3 separate regions of the Sus scrofa genome follow, and all the other regions are linked to region 1. Evidence: chromatin contacts called from public Hi-C data. All regions are on one chromosome and are shown on one strand. Each heading gives the region's core, a stretch centred on a gene start, on an enhancer-like site or on the middle of the called end of the contact. The rest is flanking DNA. Distances are from core to core; before and after follow the strand shown. Region 1 holds the start of ASNA1 (ATPase ASNA1). Region 2 holds the start of PRDX2 (peroxiredoxin 2). Region 3 holds the start of HOOK2 (protein Hook homolog 2).

The links. Hi-C and Micro-C count contacts between places; a contact is called where the count stands out from the background.
Region 2: a contact with region 1 is called in a Hi-C map of liver, with 9 times the contacts expected there. The contact joins the promoter of PRDX2 here to the promoter of ASNA1 in region 1. A contact is called at or near these places in 1 of 5 promoter capture datasets (liver), 9 of 47 Hi-C or Micro-C datasets (embryonic fibroblasts, epiblast stem cells, heart right ventricle and 2 more) and 2 of 2 datasets of contacts at active chromatin or transcription factors (alveolar macrophages and skeletal muscle).
Region 3: a Hi-C map of liver shows a contact between it and region 1, with 7 times the contacts expected there. The contact joins the promoter of HOOK2 here to the promoter of ASNA1 in region 1. A contact is called at or near these places in 1 of 5 promoter capture datasets (liver), 10 of 47 Hi-C or Micro-C datasets (embryonic fibroblasts, epiblast stem cells, fibroblasts and 3 more) and 2 of 2 datasets of contacts at active chromatin or transcription factors (alveolar macrophages and skeletal muscle).

What each region holds. Positions count from the first base shown.
Region 1 is chr2:66,259,480-66,263,043 of Sscrofa11.1, forward strand. ASNA1 (ATPase ASNA1) reads right to left here and starts at 1,656. Exons shown (of 7, transcript XM_003123324.4): 1 at 1,306-1,656; 2 at 320-467. The coding sequence starts at 1,466. It overlaps C2H19orf43, which reads left to right and starts at 2,907. Exons shown (of 3, transcript XM_003123323.4): 1 at 2,907-3,324. The coding sequence starts at 2,974.
Region 2 is chr2:66,205,935-66,209,498 of Sscrofa11.1, forward strand. It overlaps PRDX2 (peroxiredoxin 2), which reads left to right and starts at 1,895. Exons shown (of 6, transcript NM_001244474.1): 1 at 1,895-2,000; 2 at 2,490-2,601; 3 at 2,698-2,851; 4 at 3,411-3,533. The coding sequence starts at 2,499. It also overlaps a transcript of RNASEH2A not described here.
Region 3 is chr2:66,225,698-66,229,261 of Sscrofa11.1, forward strand. HOOK2 (protein Hook homolog 2) reads left to right here and starts at 1,865. Exons shown (of 21, transcript XR_002341620.1): 1 at 1,865-2,041; 2 at 2,424-2,465; 3 at 2,563-2,648; 4 at 2,718-2,790.

The DNA.
Region 1 (3,564 bases), core at 406-2,905:
AAACAAAGAGCTTCCCATTAAACTTGGAATCAAAGCTGACCTGTTTCCAGGGGCCTACAAGGTCCATGTAGCCCTCACTGATGTCTCTCTCCTGACTCCTTACTCATTAAGCTCCAGTCACTCTGGTCTCCCTTTGCACCAGAAGCATTCCTCAGTCATTCCCCTATGGGTATGTTGAGGGGGTGAAAGTGGAGAGACAGAGGATGGAGAATGGGTGGACATGGTAACTGCTGATGGATGTTGTTCACAAGGGAAAAGCCTGAAGGTGCCTTTGCCAGAGTTGGGACAGAGCGTTAGGACTGAATCCTGGTACACTTACCATGGCGAAGAGGTTGTCATAGCCTTTGACCTTGGTAGGCACCTTGGAGAACTTCTGGTCAAATGCATCAGAGATGTTGTGGGCTGGGTCTGTAGAGATGATCAGAACACTCTCCCGCCCTTTGGAGAGCTGGACTGCTAGGCTGCAGCTGGGCAAGGGAAAGGCCAAAAGGTATGGATTGAAGAATCAGCCTCTGCTTTCCCTAGGTCTGCAAGAGGACATGAAGGGGCCCAGGAGCAGGGGACCTGGATCAGCAAGGACCTTGAGAGGAGAGTATGGATAACTGTGGGAGCAAGCCTCAATCCTTGTAGAGGGACCTTCTCAGACATCTCTCACAGACCCCTCTAGCTGGTTAGAGTAGCAAGGTTCTAATGAATGTCGGTCTGGCCTGATGCTTACTTCTTTACTAGCAAAGTGGCATGTCCAGCTGTCTAGCCAGTATAGCTCGACTCTCTGCCCCTTTCGACAACGCTAAGCTAAGGGATCCTTCGCGTCTTCGGCTAAACTCTATGGTTCAACTCACTTTTCCCAGGTACTCTATCCGAGGGACCCCTCTCCCTCCTCCCAGATGACTGGGATAGCCTGATCATATGCCCTCTCCCAGCCTTCCACCTCCACTCCCACGTTGGCATATAATGGCAAGGTTCACCAGACTAGTGGGTTCACCTGGTGCCCCTCGCCCTACCCTGAGGTCAATCTGGTACAGTCCAGCTGACTGAGACATCTAAGTGCGCTCCGGGCCCCCAGTGCGCTGGATCAAATGTGGTTCAGCCCTTGAACTCCAGCAGATTGTACGATTCAGAAGATGCGGACCTACATTCAGGAGGTATCTTCCACTTACTCCACGTAATTTCCGGAGAGTACAACCCTGAAGACCCCGGGCCAGCCTTCTAGCCATGTTGGTTGTGGAAGACCGGCCCATAGCCTCCCCTTTAACCGGTGGTACATCCCACCCGTTTTCTCGGCCCCCGCCGCAGCCTCCTTACCTGCAGGTGGTCTTGCCAACGCCACCCTTGCCCCCAACGAAGATCCACTTAAGGCTACGCTGCTCGATGATGTTGCTAAGCGTGGGCTCCAGCGGCTCCACATCAGGGGCATCCTCGAACTCCTCTGCCTCAACCCCCCACCCGGCCACCCCTGCCGCCATCTTGGACCCGGCTCACGTGATCAAGCGGAGCGAACTATGCAAAGCACCTACAGGGGAAATTTCCTATCATATCCCGTCACGGCTAGAAGCGTGAATTAATTTTCTCATGATCTGACTTTTAGGTGATAATAGAAGCTATATTTCCATATTATCCCCTTCCAAGGTTCACCTTGTCAACCTCTTGTCTATATTTTTTCAAAGACTCCCCCTGCCTAATTAACATATTGGTACCTTCCAGGTCACTCCCCTTCACTGATTGGGCCCTACGTCTTGCCACACTCCTTCCATTGGCTTCATCTTTTCTTATTTTCACCAATCACTCTCACGTCCCTGTAGCGGCCGACCTCCCCTTAGCAACCAGCCAAACACACGGTCCATGCCCTTTCCAAGAAGTTTGATCCGAGGTCCATTCCTACCTGACTCCATAGGCTCAACTTCATGTCGATCATTTCCCCCTATTTTCCAAATCTGGTCCCAACACCGCCTCAGGTCTGTCTCTTCTGTTACCTAACTGGCAACTGGCTGGGAGCCATTGAGCTCCTGACGCGAACCAATCATAGACGAACCGATTAGCTATCTTGAGATAGGTCCTCGGGGTGCCAGTGGTTAGAGGCAGAACAACTCCAGTTATGGGCGAAAGCCACAGATCCTTGTCCATTGAGCCCTGAGCCCCACGCAGGGCAGGGCCAACATTTGCAACCTCGCTCTTTGTCGTAGAAGGGGTCTGTTCTCGAAAACCTCCTTCCACTTTGCTCCCTATTCGAGGGGAGTCTGCAGTTCAGCCAATTATCTTTTTGAACCTCTGCCCCAGGAATACATGCTCGGTTCCAGGCCGTTGGAGGACACTCTACCTTAGATAGGGACTGCAGTCTAGAAATATCCGCGGCTTCACCTAAGTACTCTAGCGCATACAATAATACCCTGACTTTCAGATGAGGACCCCAGTTCCTTCGAGCAAGCGGTGTCTCTATTCCCAAATGAAAGCTCCATTTCAGAAGACAGGTACCCAACCCAGAGACGCCTCCATTTCTATTCTGGGGGCCCAGACTAGATGTACCCCCGAGATCTAGTTAGGGACCCAGGTTCCGAAGATTCAGCTGAACACACAGCCTCAGATGAAGTCCTTCCCCACGTTGAGATTTTCTCTGGTGCCAGAAAAGCGAATATGCCCCCAAGTCCCAGGCGGGAACCTCACTCCGAGAGCCAGCTATCGCCGTAGGCTTAGACGATAGCCTTATTTCGGGGGAGACCATGTCTGCGTAACGCTCGCGGAAGTTTAGTTGGGTTACTATAATCCGCTAGGCAGGGCGATGTATCTGTCTGCTGGTGCGCGGCTTCAAGCTTTACTCCTCTTTCGCCCCGCCCCGCGTGCCCCGCCCCCACTGCGGACGCTAGAGGACTAGACGGGTCTTCCCAGCATGCATTGCTCGGGACGAGGCAAGTCGGGCGCCAAGCGCGGGGTCGGAGCGGCCTTCCCGGAGTCCTTTGCGCGGCACCTGGCGACAAAATGGCTGCCCGAGGGAGACGGGCGGAGCCTCCGGGCCGGGAGGCGCCGGGCCCCGCGGGCGGTGGCGGCGGCGGGAGCCGATGGGCTGAGTCGGGGCCCGGGACGTCGCCCGAGAGCGGGGATGATGAAGTGTCGGGCGCTAGTTCGAGCCCTGTGACGGGCGGCGTGAACTTGTTCGCCAACGACGGCAGCTTCCTGGAGCTGTTCAAGCGGAAGATGGAGGAGGAGCAGCGGCAGCGGCAGGAGGAGCCGCCCCCGGGCCCGCAGCGACCCGACCAGCCGGCCACCGCCGCCGCCGCGGGTCCCGGGGATCCGAAGAGGAAGGGCGGCCCGGGCCCCACGCTCAGCTTCGTAAGGAGCCGCGGGGGTGGGGGCGGGCGCCAGGGCCTTCCTCGGTCGGGGGAATTGGGCCCGAGAAAGGGTATCGGGTCCACCCTACTCTCTGGATAAAGTGCTGGGGATTCGGAACCTGGACGAGAGAGGCCTGGGGGCGGAGGTGGGGACCCCTGGAGCCTGCCCGCAAGAACTGGGAGAAATTCCATTGGAAACAGCGCTCCGGGGATGGGGAAACCTGAATACCACTGTTTGAGT
Region 2 (3,564 bases), core at 645-3,144, 53 kb before region 1:
CCCCACAACCTTTCTTCCTTTCTCATCGGACACCAGCGGGGCTCGCACCTCCTGACAGCTCTCCCTTCCCACACTGCGCTCAAACCGCAGGCTTAGTGCCTCAGTGTTCCATTCCAGGTGTCCGCCCCACCCCCACAGCCCTTCCTCTCTCCCCGCCCACCCTGGGGACTCGCGGCCTGGATTTGCTAGGTCGCGCCGGCCGCTGCTCTTCTGTGCCCGCTCCACACCTGGGCTCAGGGCCTCCAGTCGCAGTCTTTCGGCTCGCAGGATGAACAATCCCGTTGCCTGCAGGGCCGCACCTGCACTAGATTCTCGCTGTCCATGAACACCGGGCCGGGCGCTGTGCCCACCACCTCGCGGCTGCGCTCCTGCTTGCCCAGGTCGCAGAAACAGCGCCACTTTCCCCACGGACCAAGGACGGAGTCTTTCAAGTCTAAGGATGGAGGACCAGGTAGGGGGGGAACATATCCCCCCCTAGGAAGGGAGGAAGATAAAGACACTGACAAATAACAACAGTTCATGTTTGCTGGGCCGTTCTTCTGTGCCAGGTACCCTACCACAGATTATCCCCTTTAATCTTCCCACTAGTCCCAGATTGAGAAACTGAGACCTAGAGAGAACAAGCCAGCCTTCCAACACACATCTGAGGAGTGCCCCAGAGAGACTGCAAAATGACACTTTCCACCTGTGCCTGCCTGTTCAGATGGGAGTGTGGTACAATACCCTTGGTTTTCACCATCTGAAGGTGACTCCCATTTTCAGGGGCGTGACCTGAGCCTTTCTCCAGTGGACAGTGTCACATGACCAACAGGGTTTCCAGGTAGTAAATTAAATTACATGATTGGCATAATGAAGGTACTTAAAGCCCCTGGCGATGTGCTAGCATGGAATACAAAAACAATTATTATGGCCACTTTTAAAGCAGCCACGTCATTTATCAGATGCCCTTTACAACTGTTTATTGACTCCTCCCTACAGCCTTTCTTGACAGGTCTTAGCACAACTCATAATGTCTTGACACCTTATGCCCTCACCAAGACAGTACTGGCCTCTTTCCATTCCTTTGTCAGAACTTTTGGAGTTGGCAGTTGCTGATCGGACTCCCTGGCCCACTCTTCCCCCTAAATCTTCGATTTTTGGCTTTTGCTTGTCATTCTGGCTGCATTGGTTATCTTTATTCAGCCGGGCCTTTTCTGATTTCAGAAGTTTACCTGCGCCCTTCCTTCTCTATCTCTGCTCTTGCCAGCACTTACCTGTGAGTTTATGGTTATGTCTACTTCGGTATTTATTGCTTGCCCGCGTCCTCTCTCCCCATGTTAAGCTGCTTAAAGACAGTCTCAGTCTCAATTTACAGATAAGTAAACTGAACGTCAGAGTAACCAACCAACCCAAGGGGCGCCGCCAGTGCGCAAGTGGGCAGAGGTTGGAAGTCCCTGGAGGAGGGTCTATTTGCAGCCAGCTGGTGAAGTGGTGGGACAATGAGGCACTTTTCCGCACTGTCACATCCGCGGCCTGTGGTTACCTTTCTCCTGATGCTGCAGCTGCAGCTGCTCCCAGGTGTCCCCTTCGCCCTGCTCTCCGAAGTACTGGTAGTCGGGGGTGACCTGTGCAAAGGTCGCCAGCAGCAGGAGCATCAGAGGCGTCAGCAGTAGCGCCGCCCGGCTCCGGGCCATGCCGGACTCCAACCGACGCCGGCGCGCTCCAAAGAGGAGCCCCGCGCGGAGTCTGCGGCGCTGGCACCAGCCTCGAGGGCTAGCGCAGAGGTCGGGATCCGCGGCCGCGCGTCTCCCCCCGCCGCTTGCGGGCACGTGGACCCGGCCGGCTCCGTTTCCCCTCTCTTGCGCTTGCAGTGGACCCGACCGCTCGTCCGCCCACCCCTCCGCCCTGCGCGTCATGGTTCGGGCCGAGCATAAAAGGCTCCCCGTGCCTGGGCGCGCTTGGCCCCGAGAACGCAAGTACCTGAGTCTTCTCGTCGGTGCGTCCCGCCCTTGCCCACGCAGGTATGGACACTTGGAGTGCATTGGGCTGCAGGGAGAGCCCGGTTGGAGCAGCTCGGGCCCTATCCAGACCTGAGTTGGCCGCCTTTGTTTTCCGCCCGCAGTAGTGGCTGCCTTTGTCCTTTCGGGGAAAACCGAGGCCAGAGCTTGGAGTACAGGCCGCATCCCCAGGCTCACCGCCCCCAGCTCGCGGCGTCCCCTCTTGGGACCGTGGGTTTGCGCGCCAGCACTCGGGCATACGCGCTAACGGGAGGGTTGGGAGGGTCGGGCGGCCGCCGCGGGACGCTCTAGCTGTGTAAGGGGGCGGGTCTCCCACATTCTCCAGGCCAGTGCAGACCTGGTCTCAGAGAGGGTGCGGGGCATTGCTGCTGCTGCCGCCGCCGCCGCTCTGACTCAGTAACTGGGCCCGGTACGCAGCGTGACCTTGGGAAGCGGGGACAAAGGGTCTTCCCCAGCGTACTCACCCGGAGCGGGGGGCGGGGGGGGTCTCAGCTTTCAGTCATGGCCTCTGGCAACGCGCACATCGGAAAGCCCGCCCCGGAATTCCAGGCCACTGCCGTGGTGAATGGCGCCTTCAAGGAGGTGAAGCTTTCTGACTACAAAGGTGAGGGCGGGGTGGAGGTGGCCCTGACGGGGTGAGGGCACAATCATTAGAGTCACTGGGCCCTAACTCCTTGTCTGTTTCGACGCCATTCCCCAGGGAAGTACTTGGTCCTCTTTTTCTACCCGCTGGATTTCACCTTTGTGTGCCCCACGGAGATCATCGCTTTCAGCGATCGAGCTGAGGAGTTCCACCAGCTGGGCTGCGAGGTGCTGGGCGTCTCCGTTGACTCTCAGTTCACCCACCTGGCTTGGTAGGAGTGGGGACCAGCAAGGAGGGGAGGGTGCAGCTAAACCTACTATCTCTATAGGGTACAAGTTCTGTGTTCTCTTGGCAGACGTTCAGCCTCTGCGCCTCCCTTTCCTGTCTTGAAAATAATGGAGATAGTGATGCCCAAGTCCTTAAGGATGATGAAAGTCATTAGCATTTGTAAACTAGTTGCATGGCAGCCCAGTGAGTTGCAGATGCTTTATCTAACTCAGGGCCACATGGCCTCCCTCCCAAGAACTACTTCAACCAGGTGGAAACTCCAGTTTGAGAGAGTGAAGCGCTGGGCCCCAAGATGCTGGAGGTCACCAGCACATGTGAAGCCACTTTGCTGGAGTGTTAGCTTAGTCTTCCCAGCTGTGGGAAACAGCCCCTGCTCCCACTTCAGGGTGGGATGGGTGGGGCTCCCAGGGCCTTGCTCTAAAGCCCCTTATCTCTCACCTCCAGCACCCTTTCTCCAGTCCTTATCACACCCAGGCCCACAGGGTGAGGACCCTGCTGTGCCAGGCTTCCTGAGGTCCCAGCCCTATCTCCCCTTTCCCCAGGATCAACACCCCACGGAAGGAGGGAGGCTTGGGCCCCCTGAAAATCCCCCTGCTGGCTGATGTAACCAGAAACTTGTCCCTTGATTATGGTGTGCTGAAGGAAGATGAAGGCATCGCCTACAGGTACTGTGGGACCTTTGGGAAGCCCCCATCC
Region 3 (3,564 bases), core at 615-3,114, 34 kb before region 1:
TCTGCCCTGCCAATGTAGGGCGCTCCCATTCCCCCCAAACAGAAGTGTCCCTGTGGCCCCAAATGGAGGATTGTGGCTCCTCCCCCAAAGCGGGGGCACTCAGACCTTCCCTTAAACCAGGGGACTTCTGGGTCCCTGAGTATCTGTATGCCCCTAATATCACAGCGATGTTATGACAATTCAAGCCCATGCTCCAGATATTTAGATTCCTCCTAAACATCAAGATCCCTGTGGGTTTTGAAATTATCACAACATTGTAAATCAACTATAATTCAATAAATTAAAAAAAAAATCCCTGCGGGTTTTTCAAACATTCCCATCCCAAATATTTGGCGGCCCCAGCACATCCCCCAACACTGGGCAACCAGGCCATCTCACAATTACTCCCAGCCTCCTATCCTTGTCACAGCCATAGTTCTGGCTCACCTTCCACTTCTACCTGGTGGCTGTGTGGCCCCATTTTCCCCTTTAAGCAGTTCCCTCTCCTTGGTGGGTGGGTGCAGGATAGGGGACAAGCGGCGGTTTTTCCCACGCCCGCCGGAAGGCAGCTCAGTCCGGAAACCGGCACTGCCGGCCCTTGTCCCCTTCCTCCCTACTCTCCCTCCCCTGCTCCCAGGGGATGGAGGCTGAAAACAACTCGGGAAGGGGATGTTGTTAGTGTGTAGACGAGCCTCGAGCCTCCAAGGCCCCTGCCTGCGTGCGGTTGCGCTTCTGAGTGTGCAGTAATCCGATGTTTGGTGCTAAAGTGATGGTATTCCTGCGATGCAGCTGCGGGGGTTGGGGGGTGGGTGGGAGCTGTGGTCATCCTGCCCAACCCACTCGGGGCAGGCCTGCCGGAGCCAGACTCTGGGTTGGAGGGAGCAACTCCCCTCCCCTCAGACCTGACCCACCCCTAAATCAGAGCCCGCCCCCTCCCTCTGGGTACAACTAATAACCTCTAATTATCGCTCATTACCTCGCCCGCCTCGCGGGGGAGGGGCTGCCGGAGAACTTAGGCGTCAGAGGGCGCGGGCCGTGGCTTTACCCCTTCCCTGAAACCGGATCCAGTCAGAACCTCTGTTTCCTCGCCTGCGAACCGGGAATTAAAAGAGCACTTGCCACCTAGAGTCGTGGAGATTTCAACCATCTATATATTTAAATCGCTTAGCGCAGAGACTGCATAGTGTGTGCATTCCATAAATGGCAACTGCGATTTTATCGTAAACTAGTATTGTTTGTACTTTCCTGTGAGCCCCCTCCACTGCCCAGACCGGGTCTCAGAACAGGTCCATTCTTTTCCTCGTAGGCGGCGTTCCTGCGGTCTGGGCGCCCCCTGGTGGGCCGTGGCGAACAGGGTGGCCTGGTCGCGGTTTCTGAGACAGGAGGGTTCCCGCGCCGCGTCTGAGAGCATGCAGTGAAGGGCTCAGTGGAGGATGGGTCTAAGCTAGGCAAATATATCTCTCCATTACCCAGGACATGTGTCTGGCTGATCCATCCTTCCCTCCACTTGGGACTATCAAGTCACTTCCACCGGGAAGACCACCTTGGTGTCCCCCTCCAAGTGCTCCTCTCCCGCTCAAATAAAGGCTCAAATCATAATGTAGCTAGACAACAGGATTTCATTCAGCTGAGGGGCAGGGACGAAAATGCGCCTGTATATAACAAGGTGGAGCAGCTCCTCCCGGATGAAGAGGAAAAATGGTGAGGTCTCCGCTACCCACAAAAGAGAATGGGGAGGAGGGGCGACGGGGCCACCGTAGGGATGCGCAAGGCTGGCCCAGACTGACCCCTAGCGGCAGGGCTGGCCTCCAACTGCTTCCCGGATCCAAGATGGCGGGACTGAAGGCCTGAAAGGGCGCCGGGAGATCACGTGTATAGGGCGGGGCTTGCGCCTAGGGGGCGGGGCGGCGCTCTGGGCCGAGCGGGAGGTCGGGGCTGCGAGCGCTAGCTGGTGGCGGATCTGGACGCGGCTGCCGTGGCAGGGCTCCGCGGCCGGGGTCGAATCCGATCAGGAGTCATGAGCGTGGATAAGGCCGAGCTATGCGGGTCTCTGCTCACCTGGGTAGGTTGGGGGAGGTGCCAGGGACAGGTGTACGCCCGCTCTGCTCGCCCGGGAGCCCAGACCTTGGCTCTATTCGCCCTTCCATACTGGGACTGGGAGGAGGAAGGGGTCGTCGGCCGGCCAGACCGTTGGACTCTGGCCTGAGCACCCGCCTTGTCACGTAGCAGGTTTGCGTGGAAAGAACAGGTGAGGCCCCGCCCCTTCGTGACTGGGTCATGTGGGGTGAGGGCACAGGTGAGCTGGCCTGGTCATGTGGTGCCTGTGGGAACCAGGTGACTCGTGGTTCTGCCCTGGCCTGGTCGGCGGGATTTGTTGGGCAGAGGTACAGGGAGGCCACGCCCCCTCCGGTTCCTCCAGGTGAGCAGAGACCACTCCCCCACAGAGCTGCTTGCTGGAGCAAAAGGCCAACCCCCTGCCCAACCCTGTGAGTTTCCTACGGACTGAAAAGTTTGCAAAAAGGGTGTGGTTCCGTGGTCCCAGGCCCTGATTTTACCTGTTGCGCTTTCCTCTCCCCCACCCAGTTGCAGATGTTCCACGTCCCGCCCCCCTGTACCAGCCCCCAGGACCTGAGCAGTGGCCTTGCAGTAGCCCATGTGCTGAACCAGATGTGAGTGGGGCTGAGGGGGAGGGTCCCAAAAGGGACCCCCAGCAGCTCATCCCACATTCTCGCCCCCAGAGACCCTTCCTGGTTCAACGAGGCATGGCTCCAGGGCATCTCAGACGACCCAAGTCCCAACTGCAGGCTGAAGGTGACAGGTGGACTTATGAATGGGGGACAGACTGGTGAAGAGATGACCAGGGAAGGGTCAGTTAGACAAGTCCTTGGTGACGGACAGACAGACCTGGACAGGAAGAGGGAGAGATGTATGGTGGTGATTAGCCAACTATGATTCTGTTCCTTTATTCTTATATTAAGTAGGCCTGAGTGTGCAGCAAGAAATGACACAGGTACAAACCTGCATACACAAACATTAACATTGACTTCTGGTGGTAATCAATTTTATGTCAATAACAAAAACTGGGCCGAGAGAGAGCACCTGGGAGTGGGTGGGATCAGATGGGCTGATTTCCATGTGAGATTTGGAGGAATGATATTTCAGACACAGCAAACAGCAACGGCAAAGGCCCTGAGTTGCAAATAAGCTTGGTGTGGTCAAGGAATGGAAGGGAGGTCAGAACAGAAAGCAAGGGGGGCAGGAATGGTAGATGAGGTCATCAGGGGCCTGGAAGTCTTAGGCAGGGAGGTAGATTCTATTTTTAAGTGTATGTAAAGTCAGGGAAGAATTTTAGTAGCAGAAAGACATAAACCTGGCTTGGGCTTCAAAAAGCTCCCCCTGGCTGCTTGTAGAGGAATAGAGGGTAGGCAGCAAGAGCGGAAGCTGAGTCGGGGCTGGTGCAGTAATCCGGGTGAGAGGGGATGGTGGCCAGGGTCAAAGGGTGGTGGGGCAGATGGTGAGAAGTGATTGAATTCAGGAGACATGGGAACATGGATAAGAAGGGTAGGCCGCCAGACAGGTCACTCC